2 separate regions of the Capra hircus genome follow, and region 2 is linked to region 1. The links are chromatin contacts, called in public Hi-C maps. All regions are on one chromosome and are shown on one strand. Each heading gives the region's core, a stretch centred on a gene start, on an enhancer-like site or on the middle of the called end of the contact. The rest is flanking DNA. Distances are from core to core; before and after follow the strand shown.

Region 1 (6,494 bases), core at 1,132-3,631:
TCATCTGCATATCTGAGGTTATTGATATTTGTCCCGGGAATCTTGAGTCCAGCTTGTGCTTCATCCAGCCCACTGTTTCTCATGATGTACAATAAGCAGGGTGACAATATACAGCCTTGACGTACTCCTTTTCCTGTTTGGAACCAGTCTGTTGCTCCATGTCCAGTTCTAATTGTTGCTTCCTGACCTGCATACAGGTTTCTCAAGAGGCAAGTCAGGTGGTCTGGTATTCCCATCTCTTTCAGAATTTTTCACAGTTTATTGTGATCCACACAAAGGCTTTGGCATAGTCAATAAAGCAGAAACAGATGTTTTTCTGGAACTCTCTTGCTTTTTCAATGATCCAGCGGATTTTGGCAATTTTATCTCTGGTTCCTCTGCCTTTTCTAACACCAGCTTGAACATCTGGAATTTCACAGTTCACATACTGTTAAAGCCTGGCTTGGAGAATTTTGAGCTTTACTAGCGTGTAAGATGAGTGTAATTGTGCAGTAGTTTGAGCATTCTTTGGCATTGCCTTTCTTTGAGACTGGAATGAAAACTGACCTTTTTCAGTCCTATGTCCACTGCTGAGTTTTCCAAATTTGCTGGCATATTGAGTGCAGCACTTTCACAGCATCATCTTTTAGGATTTGAAAGAGCTCAACTGGAATTCCATCACCTCCACTAGCTTTGTTGGTAATGATGCTTCCTAAGGCCCACTTGACTTCCCATTCCAGGATGTCTGGCTCTAGGTGAGTGATCACACCATCATGATTAGCTGGGTCATGAAAATCTTTTTTGTATAGTTTTTGTGTGTATTCTTGCCACCTCTTCTTAATATCTTCTGCTTCTGTTAGGTCCAGACCATTTCTGTCCTTTATTGTGCCCATCTTTGCAGGAAATATTCCTTTGATATCTCTGATTTTCTTGAAGAGATCTCTAGTCTTTCCCATTCTATTGTTTTCCTCTATTTCTTTGTGCATTGATTGCTGAGGAAGGCTTTCTTATCTCCTTGCTATTCTTTGGAACTCTGCATTCAAATGGGTATATCTTTCCTTTTCTCCTTTGCTTTTCACTTCTCTTCTTTTGTCAGCTACTTGTAAGGCCTCCTCAGACAGCCATTTTGCTTTTTTGCATTTCTTTTTCTTGGGGATGGTCTTGAGCCCTGTCTCCTGTACAATGTCGTGAACCTCCATCCATAGCTCTTCAGGCGCTCTGTCTATCAGATCTAATCCCTTGAATCTATTTTTCACTTCCACTATATAATCATAAGGCATTTGAGTTAGGTCATACCTGTTCATGGGGTCGCAAAGAGTGGAACAGGACTGAAGTGATTTGGCACATAGCACGTTTCCCCCTGGGTGCTAGGCTGCTTGTGTCCACCAGGGGGCAGAGAGAAGCCAGACATCCGGACACAGGCTCCATGTTTGCCTGAACTTCCAGCCTTTCTTTCTGGTGAGAGATCTTGGTATCAGGGATCTGACCCCCCGTTTCTCATGTTACGATAGGATAAACTGGGTGAGGGAGGGATAGTGACCGACCCAGGTGGCAGAGCCAGTTAGGAGCACAAGAGGGACCAGAACCAGGCGCTGCCTGGGAGAAGGCTTCTCTCAGTGGTGTTGGGAGCTTTTTCTAGGGAACCTCTCCTGAGTCTTGCCCTGCTGTCTAGAGCTGGTTCAGGCCCATGAAGAGGGACCACCTCTGGAATGGCCTTCCTTCATCCAGCCCAGGGAATATCCAGGTCAGGGGAACAGGGTTTGGCCTGGGAATCAGGGGCCGAGGGTCACGGTTGGGGATTTTCCTCCCAGGCCTTGTTGCTCTTTATAAGACACTGCAGCTTGGATCTGCACACACAGAAACAAGAAGCAAGTGGGGGTTGAAGTCCAGCTCCATGCCCTGCTCCACTTGGCACAGCTGGGGGCCCTGGAGGAAGGCTGGGTCCACCTGGAGAAAGCAGCTTCCTTTTCTGAACCATCAGAAGCACCACTCGGGCTTCAGCGGCCCGGATGACAGCAGTCACTAGGGCACGGGGTGGGGAAAGGTGCGCTGCTGGCTAGGGCTGGGAGCTGAACCTGGGGCTCCTGGGTTTTCTGAACGAAAGAGCTGTGGTGAGGTGGTCTCTTGCCCAGATTCATGCTCCTGAAATCTTGCTCACAGGAAGGAGGGGAGAAAGGAGAAGGAATGGGACATCAGCTGGCTACCCCTCAGGAGGCTGGACCTCCCCTCTGAGGAGCTTCCAGCTTTGCCCAAGATATGTCCCCCAAGAACCACGCCACTACCCTGAGGGGGGTGTCCAGAGTCCTCTACCTTTCACTCTCCTGGGACCCTCTGAAGACACCTTGGGGCAGAGTGGCAGTAACTGGAAGTCCAGGCAGCCCCAAAGGGCCCCTGGGTGGAAATGGGGTGAGAGGAAGAGCTCCCCATGGGATGCCCACTGCAGAGAGCCAGGCAGGTATTCCCGGCTGGGCCTCCTGAGGCCATGTAAGGACCTGGCCTGGGCTGGCCCGGAGGTCAGATTCCTCAGCCTGGGTGCTGCAGGCACAGGAGAGGCGGCCAGTCGTGGCGGGAGGATTCCTTTGTTCCAGGTATTTTCTCAACGGTGGGGCCGGGCTGCCTGCCAGGTGCCAGGGCGTGGCTCTGGCCTCCCGCGCACAAGCAGTTTTGCCGCCAAGCCCTGGCCTGGCAGCTCCTTCCCGCGCTTCCTCTGCCAGGCCCGGCAAAGGAGAGGCAGGGCCTGGGGGGCAGAGAGAGCGGTCTGGACTCTCGGCCCCAACCAGCGTCATTTAGGACTCAGGGCTCCTGGTGGTGGTTAGCATTTCGAACGAAATTCTTCCAAGAGAATGCATTAAAGATGTCTAAAAATACAAACTTCAGCTCAACAAAATATGGTAAAAGTGCAATGTTGGGCGTGGGCTCTGCCTGGATGTGAGTGAATCCCAGCTCCACCACCTCCTAGCTGTGTGAGCAGGGCAGTTACTCCCCCTTTGTGCCTCAGTCTCCACATCTGAGAATGAGAGAGGACAGTGCTACCTACCTCAGAGAAATGTTATGAGGATTTAGCAAGTTATTACATGTAAAGCTCTCAGACCAAAGTGTGGGGCAGGGTGCGAGGTGTGGAAGTGTTTACTGAGAGCATGATGGGGCATCAGTGAGGTAAATGTTAGCCCAGACTCTCAGCTGCACAGAACAGAAACCGCTCAGCCAAGTTGAATAAAAGAGAAGAATTTAATACAAGTCTTCAGAGATGTCTCAAGGAACCCAAGGGTAGCGGGCAGCCAGGCCTCAAGGGAACAAGGTCAGGATCCTTAAAGCCATGGGGCAGGGGACTTCCCTGGTGGTCCAGTGGTTAAGAACCACCTTGCAATGCAGGTGATGTGGGTTCGATCCCTGGTTGAGGAACTAAGATCCCATACGCAGTGGGGCAACTAATCCCGCACGCCACAGCTACCGAGTCTGTGCACTTCCATGAAAGATCCTGCATGACTGAACGAAGAGCCCACATGCCACAATTAAGACCCAAAGAAGCTAAATAAATAAATAAATATTGGGGGGGAGGGGTGTGGTGGGGGAAACATGGAGAGGAGAGCAAGCTTCTCTTCCTCTCTGGGCCTCACTGTCTATTTCCTAAAACACATGGCCAAACGTGACCAGCTCTCGGTTCTCAGGGCAGATGAGCTCAGAAATGGACTGGCGTATCTGAAGCCCAACAGCAAAAGCAGGGCAGGGAGAACCCATTTCCTAGTCTGGGTCGTGCACCCAGAGCCCAGCAGCTGCAGCCAGGCCCAGAGACGGCAGCACAGGCGGGCTGACGCCCCCTAGAGCACCCACCTGCCCCCGTTGTGCTCCGGAGCAGGGAGCATGAGAAACCTGGGCTGCGGTCCTGGTACAGCCTCGGGAAATCACTATGTCTCTGGACCCCTTTCCTCTTCCACTCTCTTTTATCTCAGCGCTTGGGTTGTACTATAATGATGTGCTTGTGGATCTGTCTTCCTTGCTAGGCTGTGATTTTCATTCATTCTTTCAACATAATAAACGTCTACCAAGCACCACCCATGTGTTAGGGGTACAGTGATGACTCCAACTCAGCTCTTGCTCCTTCCCAGGGGCTCTCTCTGGCTTGGCGTGTAGCCATGGGAAATAGGTCACAGCCTTAGTGTCTGTTCTGAAGACTGTCCTACACCTCTGATACTCAGTGACAGGATCCCACCCTTTTCATTTTATGAGGCTTATAAGGTTCCTGAGCTGTTGTGGAAAATGAGTGTCCACAGGAAATGGGTTGGTTGGGGCATGGCATGGGTGGGCCCCAACCTCCTGCTGGGTGATTGATTCCAGGGCAACAGCAGGCAGCCGTTAAGAGAAGGGCTTCACCGGCAAGTGAGGAGCAGAACGGGCATTGTGTTCCTCAGCACGGGTGATGGCAGGGCGGATGCAGAGCGCCGTGGATGGTGACCGACGTGGGCTTGACTGTCCCAGCACAGCCTGACCCAGCCGCTGGGCAGCCTCTTGACACTGACTGTGCTCCTCTCCAAGGGGCTGCCAAAGAGTTGGCTAAACAACAACTGCCGATGAACAATGTTGTGATGGTTTCAGGTGGACAGCCAAGGGACGCAGCCATGCATATACATGTATCCATTTCCCCCCAAACTCCTCATATCCCTCTTTGGACTGGGTGGCAGACTTAGGCCAGATGGCAGAGGCAAACCTGACTCCTCCCAAGAGGTGCCCAGTGTGTCACCTCTGGTGGCACAGGCAGCCTCACAGCTGCCAGGGCCTTGCAGGGCAGTGCACAGGACAGAAGTCCAAGCAGGTGAGCTCTGGCGCCACACCTGCGTGAGCTCCGTCGGATGCACTAGCCCACTAGAGACACAGTGTAATGCCCGAGCCGGTGCACCTCGGGGCAGCTGGGGACAGAACCAGTGTTTCTGACAGGGACAAAAATAACTCAGTGGAGTTTCCCATGAGTTAAACCAAACATTCAAACTCTGAATACAAAGTGCATGGGGTGAAAGTCACATATCATAAAAACACAGCAAACACCAAAGCCGGCTCTTCCTGCAAAACAAGTGGGAGCCGAGGCCTGGGAGCAGATGAGATCACTGAGATCTTTCAGGGAGGGCTTGTGGCCCTGGAGGAGAGGAGGTCCAGCGAAACCAGCTTCCACAGGGGGTGCAAAAGGGGGCGGGGGGCGGGGGAGCTCTGACAGCCTCCGCTTATATCTCCAGGGCTGACATCAATGGGAAGTCCACAGATGCTTGATGACTGGCTTGATTTGTGTTTTATCTTCTGTAGACTATAAAAAGGGAAGAAAGAGTATATGGGGAAATACATGTACCAATAAAAACAACACGAAACCAAATACATACTTATTTTTCAGATAACTAAATTCAGTATGTGTGAAACTGGATTTCACTCAGAGAGGGCTTAAACTGTAAACAAGATGAATACAAATTATCTCAGAATAATGCCAGACTGTAAAGAATTTGCCTGCACTGCAGGAGACCCAGGTTTGATCCCTGGGTCGGGAAGATCCCCTGGAGAAGGGCATGCATGGTAACCCGCTCCAGTATTCTTGCCTGGAGAATCCCATGGACAGAGGGGCCCGGTGGGCTACAGTCCATGGGATCACAAAGATTCGGACATGACTGAGCGAGTGACACTTTCACTTACTTTCACTAGTGAATCAAGTGAGTGCAAATTCAATTGCCTTAAGACAACGTTATAGGACTATACAACTAGGGGGGAAAAAGAGGTAAGGAAGCCCGAAATTGGTGAGGCCGTGGGGAACAAGGGCCCCACCAGCTGCAGGTGAGAAGAGCATCATGGCCATCTGGACAGCAGCAATAACAGGGTGCACACCCTGGAGCAGGGCTCCTTGAACTGCACTTTAAAGAAATTCACGTAAGCAAAACTGGGAGTTTTCAAAAGGAAATGGGGGTGTCCAGGAACCCCAGGAAGCCCCTGAGGCCTGGGAGGGTCAGAAACCAGGAAGTGGGTGAGAAGCCTGCAGTAAGCTCTCTCTCCTAGTCTGGGCCTCCCTGGCACATCTGCTTTTTTTCCTCTTTCTCTGCAGATCTTTTTTGCCATGCACCCATTCATACAACCAATATTTATTTTGTGTATGTGCTCAAACATTACATTTCCTTGTTTGATATACTCAGCAAAGACTGAGTTGTAATTTGAAATCCTCGGGAGGAGGAGTCTGATTGGCTCAGCCTACACTTGTCTAATCAGCTAGGCAGGGTTTCTTATCTCACAGTGGGCTGGACTCTCTGATTCCTTTTTCCACAGAAAGATGTCTATGTAAAAGTGATCTCTAATTTACATGATCACATCTAATCATGGATGGGATTAGATAAACTGGAGAGGGGATGTCCCAAGGCAGGGAGGCAGGTAACATTAACCATTAACCCACCCAGAACTTCTGAACTGTAGGCTTCCAGCCAGAACATCTTTTTCCTGCTTCCACACTCCCTATCCTTAGAGTCCATGTTCCACACAGCAGCCAAATTGAT
Region 2 (6,494 bases), core at 2,330-4,829, 79 kb after region 1:
CTTGGGAATTGTTACTTTTCACAAGTTATAAATCCTATTATTCCCCCACCTCTCTATTCTGCCGTCCCTTTCAGCAGAAGAGTCAGAGAAGGGAGGGCTACAACCCATCCCTCCTCACCCACAGAGGGGAGGGAAAGGGTTTCCCTTAGGAGCATTTTGCTCCTGGGTTCAGTGGGTTTCTAAAGTCACCCATCATTTATAGGTCGCCTGCCCCACCCACTTCCCTGGACCAGAAGAGGATTGGATTTGTAATCACAGGTCAGCAGAAGCCGCAGGAACTTCACGGAGGTACAAAAGACCATTTCCAAGCTACTTGTGCTAGGGGGTCAGGAATTGAGCGGCAAGAGAATGTCTTGATACAGGGGCCAAAACACTAGCAACACCTGGACATGCCTCTATCTTTCCCTTACTCCAAGATCTCAGCTTACCCCAACCAGGAGAGGGACAATTAGGGGAGAACGTTACTGCTCCTCACTGTTTTGCAGCCCCCACAGAGAAGGCCACCTTCATGCATTTCAGCCTGACAACAGAAGAGCTCAGTTCTCAGCCTCTTTCGCAAATCACGAAGCTTGAGCCCCTTTGTCAGGAAGGCTTCCATTGTGTGGACAATCGCATTATTTCTCCATTAATAAAACCTGACCATTCAGCCCTCCTGGCCCCGAGACCTGTGATTGGCTGGCTGAGCGGAGTTTGGAATGCGGTCTTACTCAGCCCCGAGCCCCTATTGGCTGAGCTTTGCCGTCAGTCACTCTCCCCACCCCCCTCATTGTTTGCAATCTGTTGCATTTTGTTCTGGGCCATGTGGCCTGTGAGTGAACCAGGAGCTTGCAAACAGGTTCAGGGTAAAGGGCAGGTTAGAAAATGATACAGGAGACTTCCCCACATCCCAAACCTTTAATACTTCAGGGTTAAGCCCCATAGCTGGGGAAGGTTCTGCCTAAGAAAAAAATTATGTGAGACACCATTCTCCTTTTCAGAGAGCATGTCTAACTCTACCCAGACAAGGACATGTCCTCAGCTGGATGATCAGGTCAAACTCGCTAACATGCAAAGGGAGAAACTGAGAGCCAGGTCAGCCAAGTCCACACAGCACCTTTATAACATTCTGGATCTAAAACTAAGATCTCCAGATTCCCGAAACAATGCACTTTCCACTCTACCATATCAGCTTTTGTAGAGATACATCTTTATTGGTTTCTTGATCTCAAAGTTCCCATTCCAGCCATTAAACAAACAGAAGGTCTTGGTGTAAAAAGCAGGCAGGTTAAAAATGACCTTAACATAGTGAACCAGAAAAAAAATTTTTTTGACTTTTCATTGTGTTTCCTTCCTTATGTTCACCCTTAAATGTATGAGAACCTCCATACCCATTCCCCAGTTCCCTCTAAATGGTCATGTAAATTTTTTTTTTAATTATTCTTAAAAGCTACTTGAGTTTTCAGTCCTGATTTATCTGACACAAGCCTCAGTGTGCAAACTATAAAACACCCTCCCCAGTATTTCTCATGGGCACCTCGAAGAAGAGGTTAGGCTAAGAATGACACAGTCTGGTGGCAGAGATGCAGCAGGCTGTGCTCAGTGAGATGTACACTTGCATTCAACGATGGGGAAGGGGAGCCTGGAGCTCCATATTTGTGACCCCCAGCACTAACCCCAGAGCTTAGCACAAAGTAGAGGCCAGTGAACATTTGTTGAATACAAATGAAGCAGCTGAAAGCCCTCAGATGAACTGTTCCTAGAGGAACACTTCACCACAGGCCAGAGCAAAATGGCAAGATGTACCACTTCTCAGATAAGATAACCAGTAAGTTCCTCTAAACATCAGAGAAGTGCCTGGTTGGGATGGAGGACTGAGCAAAAGAAGCTGGCTGGATGGCAGGAAGCTGGCGTTCACTTCTGGCGATTTCCTATTTCTAAGCCTCGGTTTTTCCATCTGTTAATGGGGAGCAGTCATTCCTCCATTACTGTCTCAGGGGTGATGTGAGGATGAATACGTGGTAAGAGGTGGGGATGGAGGAGGAGCCATTATTGTCATTTTAAAATAAAGCAGGCAGGAGACCAGGTTTTTTAAAGGATGAAGGCTTTGGCTTTGCACAAAAGGCTTCTCAGCTTCTCTCCCCAGGGGAGTGAGTTTCCCAGAGAAAGAGACAGCAACAAAAAAATTCAAGTCTGGAGTGACCCTTAAGGGACCCTTTCCAGCCTTCGGAGGGCATAAATCCCCTGCGGTCCAATCCCCGTATTGTTCTCCCTAAGTGCCAAGCCTCACCCTGTCTCCCTTGTCCCCTGGGGCTCCAATCATCATCAAAGGGACGCTGGCTCCCACGCCACTTCTTCAAACTGTTTACTAACACTCCCACGTGCCAGACAGACACCGCTGGGGGCTACACCGGCAGCTTCAGCCAGAGGAAGAGGGAGGTGGCGGAAGGGCTTGCGCAGACCCAGTGCCTGACCTCAGCGGCAGAGGTTTGGCCACCCATGGGGTGCCCCCTCTTGGATGACCCGGGGCGGTCCTTACCCGAGTCGCTTGGGCTCTCGGACCCCGAGCAGGCCTGGGTCTTGGGCTCGCCCAGCGGACAGGGGGCAGCGGGCGCCGGGTTGCCGGCTTCGAGGCTGGGAGCGCAGTCCGGGGCGGCGGGCGCCTTGGGCGGGTTCCCCCGGGGCGCGCCAGCGACAAGCCGGTCGCTCACCGCTCTCTCCAGCCGTTCCCGGGCCGAAAAGCCGCTCCACATACAGTCTCGGCGGATGATGGAAGCGTAGTTCCTGCCCCAAGCTTTCGAGTGACCCCGGGATTCTGCATCGTCCCCGGCGCCCCCTCCGGGCCACGGCTCCGGAGGACCAATTCCGGGGCCCGCGTCTCCGTCGCCGGGACCGGAGCTCCAGGGCGGCGACGTGGGGGGCGACGGCACCAGCTCGAATTTCTTCCAGATGTCCTCGCTGGGCGCCGTGGAGCGGTAGAAATCCTCTCCGCAGTCATAGTCGTAGAAATAGTGCTGGTACGAGTCGAAGTCCATGTCCGCTCCCTGCGGGAGGGAAGGGGGATGTGCTGACCCAGGTGCGGGCCCAGGGAGGGAAGCGTCCCCCGGCCCCCCAGTACAGCTGGCTGCCAGGCTCTCGTACGTCTCCAACCTCACGGCTTGGAGCCCGCGCCCTTCCCTAGCGTCCCGGGCAGCCCGGACCCAGGTCAGCGTGCCTGGGGAAGCTGCTCACAGCGCGCGGACTAGGCTGCAGGGAGCGAGTTCAAAGCAAACTTTGCCAGCGCCGCCCGGAGCGCAGCTCCGAGGGCCCGGCCGGGTCGGGCGGGGGCGCGCTGTGCCCAGAAGGCAGCCTGCAGCCCGCCTCCCGGGACCCGCGCCCGTTCCCAGGCTGCCCGCAGCCTCACCTCGCTCCCGCCACCGGCCACCTGGAGCGGACCGGCTCCCCGCCCGCTCGGGGCAGCGAAGCAGCCCGCACACTTGCACATGCGCGCCACCGAGTGCGAGGCCCGCACACAAGCGCTAGCCTCCCAGCGCGCGCTCCCGCCCTCGCTCGCGCACGGCGGCCCGGACGCTCCCGGGAGCGGCGCGGGAGCGCGAGGTGCAGGCGCATTGTTTCCAGGCTGCCTTATATCTCGTCGCGCGCCCGCGGCTCAGGGACAGGGGGCGGGCCCTACGGGACCAGCCCCGCCCACGCCCCGCCTCCTCGGTCGACAGGTGGGGGCTGTGGAGTCCCAGGCCCACCAAATGAACTGCACAGTGCGGAGTGCGGAGCGCGGAGCTGGCGGCGGGCTGATGCGGCCCGGCGGTCGCTCGGTGGGGTCGTAACTCTTTAGAGAGGCTCGGGAGGTCCTCTGGAGGCTGAGCGAGAACGGAGCTCCTTGCATACTCTGGGTTCAGGAAAACTACTCCCTGCTCCGCGAGCCTACTTCCCCGAACTCGCCCCGTTTAGTTTTGGTACGTCTGGCCCGCGAGAGGGTAGTAGGGGGCAGCCGCACCTCGACCGCGCCACCTGGTGGTCATCAGCCTTAAACCCCAGCCCGGTCCCCGGCACTGTCTTCCTCACCGTTTGGCCCCGCTTCATCAGCTTGGTGTTCCCAAACCTGGACGGACCTCAGCGAAGCAAGGTGGTGAAGATTCCGGAGCCTGAAATTTAAACTTTCTGAGCTTCAGTCTCATCTATAAAATGAAGGGATGGTAATACCTCACAGAACTGTTGTGAGGGTTTAAGAAGACAGTATCTAGGGAAGGGAACTAGGCCAGGAGAGGCAAGCAGAACAAATTTAGCTTCTGGTATGGGTGATAAGGAGAATTTTCCCCAAAAAACAGATCAAGGCGATTCCCCTCCCTCAAACCACACACAAAACATTCTGTATCAGCTGTCCTAATACAGGAAAGAATGGGAGTTTGGAGTCTGGAAACTTCATTCAAGCCTTTGTTTTGCTACTTGCTAGCTCTACAGTCAAGTCCTTTTAAGCCTCTATTTACTTATCTGTAAAATGAGAATCTGGATTGTAGCTGTATCTCTGGCCAAGATGATGGACATATAAACCTTGTATCCTCTTCTACGCAGACTTCCTTCAGTAGAAGAGGAAAAGCTAAACTATGGGGTATTCTATTCAGACCAAGGAAAGTAACCTGGGATAGCAGCCAATACATCTAGAATGCTCTAACTGGCCTTCAAGGTCTGGTCTACAAGCAGCAGCCCGATTACCTGCTGTCTTTCTCTCCCACCGCTGTGGTCTAAGAACACCAAACTACTCGCTGATGAAACCCCAGCAGAGGGATGTGAGATGTGCAAGCAGCTCAGTGTGGCTGGAGCATGAGACACTAAACACGAGTTGATATACAAGTTGGCAGAAAAGGAAAGAAAGACGACAGCCTCTGTTTTGCATATGTTAGCTTGAAGGTGCATGTGGACATCTTTGAAGGCAGCAACTAGTTCTTACTAGCTTTGCAATTTAAGTACATAGAACAGCTTGTGATTGAACTTACTAAGTGACTCAGCCAACCAGATTTTATTGAGAGAGCCTGTGTGTCCTGCTTTGTGCTGAATGGAAGTCACAGATCAGAGAGGTTCCAGGTTGGTTGCAGTCCTGAGGCAGAGGGGTTGGATTTGTCTTTGGGGAACTTGTTCTCTGGTCTACAGATATGTGAAATGGTTGCTATACTAGTCGGAGTTCTTGGTTACAAACGACAGATACATTTAAGCAGAAAATCATTTTACTGGGAAGATTTGGGGCATAGAATCCACGGGAGGCTTGGGAATATGTGCTTGAGAAATGGATCTTCTTTCTCTGTCAAGATGAGATTCATTGCTCAACAGCCCCTCCCCATGGTTCATTGTAGTAGGTGATTTCTGGAGACAACCAGGATGTGTCCTCACCTCAAGAACTAGAATAACGTAAATTAAGTTGTCTTCTGAGAGTTAGACTGCTCCTTCACATTGCATACTTTGTTTTCCTCACCAGACTGTAAGCTCACTGAGGGCTAGGTCAGATGTCAGCCTTGTTGACTGCTGCAACTCCAGAGTTTAGAACAGAGCCTGACACGTCGGACGTGCTTTGTAAATGTGTTGCCTGTTTGGAGACAAGTCTCTAATGCTTTAACGTAGAAATGTGCCAGTCTACCTACTGGAGACAGAATCACTGTCAGGCTCAGTCTAGACTGTAACCTGAATAAAGGTACTGATACAACTAAAGAGGAGGTGCTAGTAAGAAAGAGTCTGGACAGTCAACAAAACAGAGATCAAGAAGCAATCACCAGAGTGTCATCCTAGCCCTGTCTGGGGACAAAGATGCTGGTCCAGGAACAAGGGATATGGAAACATCATTCTTTGAAACCACCCAATTCACCGCCCCCTCCCCACTTCACTTGTGCTCTGGATCACCAAGCAACCTGCTGAAAACCACTGTTCCCTATGTAGATCCGCCCACAGGGAGAGAATGCACTCATCAGTGAACAAGAAGATCCAGTCTGCTTCAAAGCCCTGCTTCCCCGTATAACTTAATGAATTGGCGTCTGATTTGAAATATTACTCTCCTGAGCCTGGTTAATGTGCGTCTGTTCTGCAGAGATGCTGCTGCTTTTAGGGCTAACAGCTCTGGCTTCTGAGTGATGTCTGGACCTAGGATGGTGATGAATTCATGAATTCAAAAACTGAAAAAATTCAGTTTTTCTGCAATTTTAAATTTTATTTCCTTTTTAAGAAACAATTATGTTATGTTATTTAATTATTTGACTGTTTTGGTTCCTGGTTTCAGCACACAAACTCTCTTGTGGCTCATGGACTTAGTTCCTCTGAGACACCTGAGATCTTAGTTCTCTGATCAGGAATTGAACATGCTTCCCCTGCATTGCAAGGCAGATTCTCAACCACTGGACCACCAGGGAAGTTCCTCCTTTGCTTTTCTGAAAACATATTTTGAATAAAAAAATACATGTAAATCATTTTTCAAAATCAACTAAATGTTCAGTTCATTTCAGTCACTCAGTCGTATCTGACTCTTTGTGACCCCATGA

The links. Hi-C and Micro-C count contacts between places; a contact is called where the count stands out from the background.
Region 2: a contact with region 1 is called in a Hi-C map of blood, with 4 times the contacts expected there. The contact joins the promoter of MYCL here to the enhancer-like site in region 1. A contact is called at or near these places in 4 of 5 Hi-C or Micro-C datasets (blood and liver).

Annotation. Positions count from the first base shown.
Region 1 is chr3:14,540,375-14,546,868 of ARS1.2, forward strand. No RefSeq gene overlaps it. Among named protein-coding and RNA genes, the nearest start is that of BMP8B, 25 kb to the left of the region's middle. Within about 2 kb of position 2,382, at least 2 of the 5 cell types and tissues checked have an H3K27ac peak or open chromatin away from gene starts, as enhancers often do.
Region 2 is chr3:14,617,687-14,624,180 of ARS1.2, forward strand. It overlaps MYCL (protein L-Myc), which reads right to left and starts at 3,580. Exons shown (of 3, transcript XM_018042224.1): 1 at 3,380-3,580; 2 at 2,516-3,020. The coding sequence starts at 3,460.